2 separate regions of the Mus musculus genome follow, and region 2 is linked to region 1. A link is a contact called in public promoter capture Hi-C data. All regions are on one chromosome and are shown on one strand. Each heading gives the region's core, a stretch centred on a gene start, on an enhancer-like site or on the middle of the called end of the contact. The rest is flanking DNA. Distances are from core to core; before and after follow the strand shown. Region 1 has its middle 17 kb from the start of Gm41849. Region 2 has its middle 9.4 kb from the start of Gm25216.

Region 1 (3,447 bases), core at 630-3,129:
CAATGCTATAATCAATCACGGCCAGCTTCTCCCAGCCACTTGATGCATTCTGTCAGCATGGTGCTTGTCTGTCCTTGTTCTCATCCGGTGCATGGCACCAGCCCTCACTCACACAAACTATGCTGAGCTGCATCGCTTACCAGGGTGAACTCGGGGGAATGACGAAAATAATAAGTAAAGCAGCAAAGAAAGGAAACGGTAGCCATCTGCGCCCTATTTCTAAGGTTTTTCTTTTTCCTGTGCCCACCTGTCACAGTGTGAAGGGTAAAGAATTAGATGGAAGGGCCACACTCTACGAGTCAGGCCGTCTGCCCCTGGGGAAGGCCCACGTGGGACTTCTGAGCTTCCTGTTTGGTTTATGGGGGTATAGCTTCTAGAGAGCCAGGATACCCACGCAGGAAGGACTGATGCAGGCTTCCATGGAAAGGCAGATCCCTCAAAGTAAGACTGTCCCAGGCGGGCATTCTGTGAGCTCCTTGCTTTACAGATGGGGAAACCGAGGCCAAGACTGCATGGGTAGTGATGGAACCAAAGCTAGAAGGGCCAGGGAGCGAGTCTGGCTGATGCACCACCCTCCTTCCTCCCACTGACCGTATCCACCTTCCAGGATGGCGTCTCCATCATTGGAAGGGTCTCAAAGCTGGAAAGAACACCAATGGTGTCGTTTTGAGGGGAGATTTTTGGCAGTGTTAAGGAGCCAAGCGGGGACAGCAGATGGGGCCCAGGGAGGGGTCAGAGAGTCTGGAGGGGAAGCCGATTGTCCCTCACACTGGTGCTCTGTTCTCCCCCATTCTGTCTCCTTCTGGCCATCTTGATGACTTTCCCTCCTGTGTCTCCTCCCGTGACCACTCTTACTCAGCCATAAATAGAAGTACATTCATCATTACTTTCTGTTTTTAATGAATAATACACTATAGCCCCTGATCTGAATTTTAAGATCTCTCTCTCTCTCTGTCAACCTACAGCAGGCAGTTGTCTGCTAAGTACTGATTAGAAATCTTCAAAGTGCCCAGCACTGAGCTAGAAGTTGAGATACAGCTGTGGACAAGATAGCCTGCCCACATGCAGCTTCTCCTCTAGTGAGACAGCACCTGCCTCTGTCCTCATCCCTCACTTAGTGACTCAATTTGTATGTATCACTTTCTTTCTGACCTGTGTGTGTGTGTGTGTGTGTGTGTGTGTGTGCGAGAGAGAGAGAGATAGAGAGAGAGAGAGAGAGAGAGAGAGAGAGAGAGAGAGAGAGAGAGAGAGATATCCTTCTTGTAGAACAATCCCCACCCTGGTAAAACCCCACTGTCTAGTGTGGTCTGTATGAGGAACGCAGGTAGAAAGCAGAGTAGATGGTCAAGTCAATGGTCACTCCCTATGTCCTACATCCACTCTGCTGCTTCCCAGGGCTCAAGGGCTACCACAGTTTGGATAAATAGTGGTAGCAGCTGACTGTCTCCAGGGGACTAAGGGCAGTTTGGGGAAGAGTGTGGACGGGAAGCATTGTGTTGGCCACGTGACAGAGGCCCAGAAAGATTTGCTGAGTAAACTTCAGTAGCTGGGAGCTTGCCTGCAGGCGTTGGTGGTCTAGTGACCTGTGACCATCACGGAACTTCACCCGAGAGCCACATCACCCTGAGCCCTGCCACCATGGTCCTTTACTTCTTGTGGTGTCTTTCGTTCCTAGGAAGCTTGTTTCTGGCTTGCCTGCAGCTGCTGAGGTTTGCAAAGTCTCGGGGAATGTCTGTAAGGGAGGGAGGGTCCTGTTTATTCCAGAAATGCTCCTCTCCGGAGCAGACAGGCCCGGGGAGAAGAAGGCTGGCTGGTGCTTGCACAGTAAGAGCCTATAATTTGCTCAGGGAGGCGAACCCAGAGCCTTATCCCTCTGAGCCAGAGATTAAAGGCCTGGACTTATGATTGCAGCCCGGCTGGGGATCTCTGCCACACACCCACAGGGAGCCCCAAGAGCACAGCTGCCGCTGGAGGAAGCCAGCGTGGGGGACCGCTGGTGGCAGGCTGTTGAAAACAAATGGGGCAAAGAAACGATTCCGATGCTATCGATTGGCGCTGATGTTTGCAGAACATCCGGAAATGACTTACTTGGCTCCAAAACCAATAGGGAAACTGAAGTCAATGAGCCTAGGGTGTATCTTGCTGAACCTTGTGAAGGGGGTTTTGATGCCCCTAGCCCATCCCCCACCACTCACCCTACCCACCCCCACCCCCACTGAAATCCTGCTGGGGGCGAGGGGAGGGGGTGACACAAGCTGGCCCAGCTCCATCTTCCCTCCCTTTACCTCAGATGGCCTCCAGCCTTAATGCGTTCCTCAGCCTCCCACGAGCTGGCTGGCTGCCTCACCACCACATCTGGCCTCTGGTCCCCCCTGGCTACTGTCATCAAGGCTCCACAGCGTGAGGAGATGTGGATGAGCGCTCTCACCCCTCAGGTTCGACAGACAAATGGAGGTTTTGCAGTTGTTTAGTTAAGAGGAACTCCACTAGTAAGTTATAAAAACCAACCAGAGAAGAGAATTTTCAGAGGCCTAGGGATGGTGGGTTTACGGAGCAGGGATGTCCGAGTCTTCAGAGCTGCCTTTGGTCTCTATCTTCCCCTTGCCCTCTCCCTCCCTGATTGCCACCACCTCGTGTTAGTTTGACGTGTCTAGGTAGCACATGACAAAATGGGATCAAAGGAGCACGGATTGTGGTAGAAGAAACACCTCTGAGAAGGCTCAGTCTAACGGGGAAGAAGCACCGCAGGTTTGCCCTCCAAGTGTACGAGAGGAACGGGGAAGATGAGAGCCGTTTGGCTCCTCTGCCAAGCTCTGCAAGGCTGCGGAGGAGCGCTGGCATCACAGTGGGCTGCCTGAAGAAACTGGTGTCCAAGAAGGGGCCTGTGTTCCACCAGCTCAGCTCCCTCCTAGGCTAAGAGCAGGCCTTGGGAAACACGGCCTTGGGGATGGGAGTCTAGCATGAGCCATATGTGATTCTATTCTGTGCCTCAGGAGCCTGCCTGCTCTGTCCTGTGAGTCCAGGCAAACTGGAAGCCAGCTAGAAGCCAGCCGGAAGCCAGCTGGGAGCCAGCCGGAAGCCAGCCGGAAGTCAGTGCACAGGCGGAGTTTGGATGTCAGGGGACGACGGCCCTATCTCATTCCTTTTTTGCACCCATGTCTTTTGTTTTCTTTATCCCTTCACTACGAGGCGTTCATGATCAGATCTCGGGCTGCCTATTTCTCTCCCACATCCCTTCCCAGCCATTTCTCTCTTACTCTTCCCGTTAGTCTACTCTCTTTTTTCTTATTTATTGGGTTTACTGTCTCCACTTCCTAGGATAAGGTTGTTTTACAAAGTTTATTATTTTTAACTATTGTGTGTATACACACATAACACACACGTGTGCGCGTGCACGTGGATGCATGCATGAACAATGCACATGTACATATGTGCACATGAAGGCAG
Region 2 (3,736 bases), core at 81-2,580, 230 kb after region 1:
TGACAGGGGCCGGCAGTCATCTCTGGGGTCTTGCCCAGTGCTCTAGTCTGGACCTTTAGCTTCCTGGGGTTTCTAACTGTGCATTTTGAGCATTCTGACACCCCCATGTGCCATAGTATGCTGGCATATGTGACTCTAAAGCCACAGGGCTTGCCAGGGCCATATGCAGCTTTTCTTTATTACATGGGCAAGGTCTGAGGTGTGGCCTGGTTGAAAACAGCCGTTCTGAAGTTTTGACACTAATTTCTGAAAGCCTGAAATGCCTGATACCCACAGGCTAGCATGTGACTGTGATACATGCTGAGTGTCTCTAACCCCAAACTTCTAAATAATCCAGTTCTGGAACTTTTTGAGGTCCTATATGACACACAAACGTAAAATTCCACACCTGACCTCATTTACCGTGTTGAAGTCAACAACACAGGCTCATTTAAAATACTACATAAAATTACTTGCAAATTGTGTTCATAACATGTATAGGAAACACAAATTTGATGTTTAGATTTGGGGTACACCCCCAAGCTATCCCACCACATATATGCAAAGATTCCAAAAGCTGTCCAAGAAAAAAAATTCAGAAATCTGGTTCCAAACTTTTCAGATTAGAGGTGCTCACACTGAACCCATTTGCTTTCTAGATGATTTTGGCTTTCTAGACACACGTGACCAGAGGGGCATTGTATGTTGTCCATCAGGAAATACACAAAGGCGCGGTGTCACCTGCCCGCACACACAGTTCCAGAAAACCACACTCGAGGGGGTGCGGAAATCAATACGGAAAATGAGACACTCAAGTTACCGCAAAGGGCTATTTTTGCTTATTCCAAATTGCTCTGTTTCTGTAAGTAGCTATTTTCAGTCAGCCGCTTCCCTGGCTATGTATAGGGACGGCACTGCAATTTAAACACAAGTGGTAAGTGAAAAGAAATCTGCAAATAGGCTCGCACCCCAGGGATAAATCTGGGGCAATTGAAAATGTGGTGGAGGTTGGTTCTTTCCCCAAATTCGGAGCCACTTCAAATTCCACTCACAGATTGGAACTCATCAAGAAATAAATATCCATGTAAGCTGGTGGGACACTTTCTAGTAAGTGTTCAGGGTTTAAAAATAGGGATTTCAAAGGCAGTGTCTCCTGAGTGTCTGGGGGCTACTCCCTGGGCTGTCCTGCCCTGCCAGCCAGGGACATGTTTAGACAGCAGGTGAGGGGAAGCTGGGTCTATTTTTAAAGGTTTCTGGTTTTCTGATCGTTGCCAGGGAACCTGGGGACACAAGGAGTGTGACTTGGAAGGTGGCCTCACACATTGGGTCAGTGAATCATCTGTCAATTATTTACTGGTCCCACTGCTCAAATAGAGCGGATCTGCCTACGGGAGTTGGGTGTCCTTTGCCAGCACATTGGTTTCTCTGCCTTTTCTTTGCACTTTGGCCAGGGCATTTCCTGTTTTCCGTAATGTCTCACAGTTCACATTCCCTCCTAAAGTCTTCTAAGAGTCCAGATTGGGCTAACCCACCACCCTGTTAGTATGGATGGCCCATAGAAATCTTGGAAGCCCTTAATGGTGGATGCCTCTTGGGGAAGGGGTGAAGAGAGGCCCCAAAGCTTTTACTGCCCTTGTTTCTGTGTGGGTTGAGTTTGGTACATTGAGCTGGTATGTCTTTCATAATTTTCAAAGCTTCTCAAATGTTCAATTTGCTTCCTATGTGCCAAGAACTCTTCCTCATGCATCAGAGTCCTGGGTAGTAACCATTGCATTTGTCACCCACAGCCTTGAGAAGAAGTGGTCACCACAGGTGGAGGTCATTGGAACACTCAGGGGCAGGGCTCTGGAAGGCACAGCTGCCTGAAGATTGGCTGGCAGGTTGTCACTCAATGGCAGTGACAAATGTCATTGCAGGTATCTAGGTTTGCGCTGGGTGCCCTTTGCTTGGAAATGTCACAGGGATTTAGGTTTCCACTGTTCTGTGACTCTGTGTGCTGCCTCAGTGTCTCTTTAGCCCTGGCCTTGAGGGGTGTTCTCCATAAAGCCTCACCAATTTCTGCTTTCTTTTCTTTTCTTTTCTTTTCTTTTCTTTTCTTTTCTTTTCTTTTTTCTTTTCTTTTCCCTTTCCCTTTCCCCCTTTCCCTTTCCCCTTTCCCTTTCCCTTTCCCCCTTTCCCTTTCCCCCTTTCCCTTTCCCCCTTTCCCTTTCTCCCTTCTTTCCCTTTCTCCCTTCTTTCCCTTTCTCCCTTCTTTCCCTTTCTCCCTTCTTTCCCTTTCTCCCTTCTTTCCCTTTCTCCCTTCTTTCCCTTTCTCCCTTTTCCCTTTCCCTTTTTCCCTTTCCCTTTTTCCCTTTCCCTTTTTCCCTTTTTCCCTTTCCCTTTTTCTCTTTCCCTTTTTCCCTTTCCCTCTTCCCTTTCCCTCTTCTCTTTCCCTCTTTCCTTTCCCTTTCCTTTCCTCCTCCTCCTCCTCCTCCTCCTCCTCCTCCTCCCCCTCCTCCTCCTCCTCTTCCTCCTCCTCCTCCTCCTCCTCCTCCTCCTCCTCCTCCTCCTCCTCCTTCTTCTCTCTCTCTCTCTCATCTTTAATTTTTATCAGGCAAATTCACCACTCAGTCCTGTATGAATCTCCTAGTTTCCCATGTCCAAAAGCTGTGGACAGATGCAAGTTCTGTAAAAGAGGTTTTTAGAAAATTGTTGGATCTACGTGAACTCCATATCACAAGTAAGGGGAGGAAGTGATGCCAGGGAAGGGGACCAAGGAGGACAGAGTAGACTGACCTTGGGGCTTTGGCCCTAGAGATGCAGTTTCACCCCAGCTCGAGGGCACTCTTTCCCCTGGTGGCTTGCTTTATAGCCTTGGGAGTAGTGTCACCTCTTGTCGCTCATTGTTTGACTTCTGGGAGAGAAGTCATACCAATACAGCTGTCCAGGAGGATGACATATCCTTCTAGCTGTTATGAGCCCCAACGAGGGATAAATAGAGAGATATCAGTCTGATTGGACAGGAGCTTTATGGAGCCTACCTAGGTCCCTGCACTCTCCGAGACATTTACAAATTGGTTGGACCGTGTTTTTATTTTTTCCACTACCTCAAGGCCATACCATTTTTCTTTTTAATATACAGACCATGCCTCAAATGAAGTAAGTGCCAATAAATATTTGTTGAATTGATTTTCCTGTTCAGAGACATGGCAGATGGACCCTCCTGCCTTATGAGCATAATTCTTTAGTTTGACTCTCGTTGAATTTCTTCCTTGTGGATATTGGTCTCATCAGGCAATGGAGGCTCTGAGTCTTAGCTGAGCTCTTTCTGGGTCAGCAAACACAAAGGCAACCCAATGCTGTTATAGGGTAGGCGGAAAAGAGACCCCAAGGTTGGATTATGGACTTGATCTAGACTGCCCTTCCCCTGATGGGTTTTGGGGAAGTGATGACTTCATGAGGCCTCTGACCTCAACATTGGATCAATCCACTGATGGGTTTGTAATTAGCTGGACAATAGGGATGTGATAGAATCTTTGGGACAGGGTATGAGGGCTTCTCAGAGGAAGTAGACCACTAGAGGCATGCTCTTGCTGGTCTCTCTCTCTCTAACCCTCCTTCCTTTCCTTTCTCCTTCCCGGGTCTCCCCACTGGTTTGTTCACAGGGACCCCAGGGTCTCTAAGTTTGACTGGTTATTGGGATTCATTTGACCCATGTCTGTCACAATAGGTCAGGACACAGGCTCAAAGGGTGTGTACTACTATTCTTGGTTGTCAA

What was found. Promoter capture Hi-C pulls out the DNA fragments that hold promoters and counts their contacts.
Region 2: a promoter capture Hi-C map of liver shows a contact between it and region 1, with 1.7 times the contacts expected there. The contact joins two enhancer-like sites. A contact is called at or near these places in 7 of 39 promoter capture datasets (the C10 cell line, the HPC-7 cell line, embryonic stem cells and 4 more) and 1 of 115 datasets of contacts at active chromatin or transcription factors (embryonic stem cells).

Annotation. Positions count from the first base shown.
Region 1 is chr19:42,459,727-42,463,173 of GRCm38.p6, forward strand. No RefSeq gene overlaps it. Among named protein-coding and RNA genes, the nearest start is that of Gm41849, 17 kb to the left of the region's middle. Within about 2 kb of position 1,880, at least 12 of the 459 cell types and tissues checked have an H3K27ac peak or open chromatin away from gene starts, as enhancers often do. A contact at or near this core is called in liver, where this site is marked.
Region 2 is chr19:42,688,636-42,692,371 of GRCm38.p6, forward strand. No RefSeq gene overlaps it. Among named protein-coding and RNA genes, the nearest start is that of Gm25216, 9.4 kb to the right of the region's middle. Within about 2 kb of position 1,331, at least 29 of the 459 cell types and tissues checked have an H3K27ac peak or open chromatin away from gene starts, as enhancers often do. A contact at or near this core is called in liver, where this site is marked.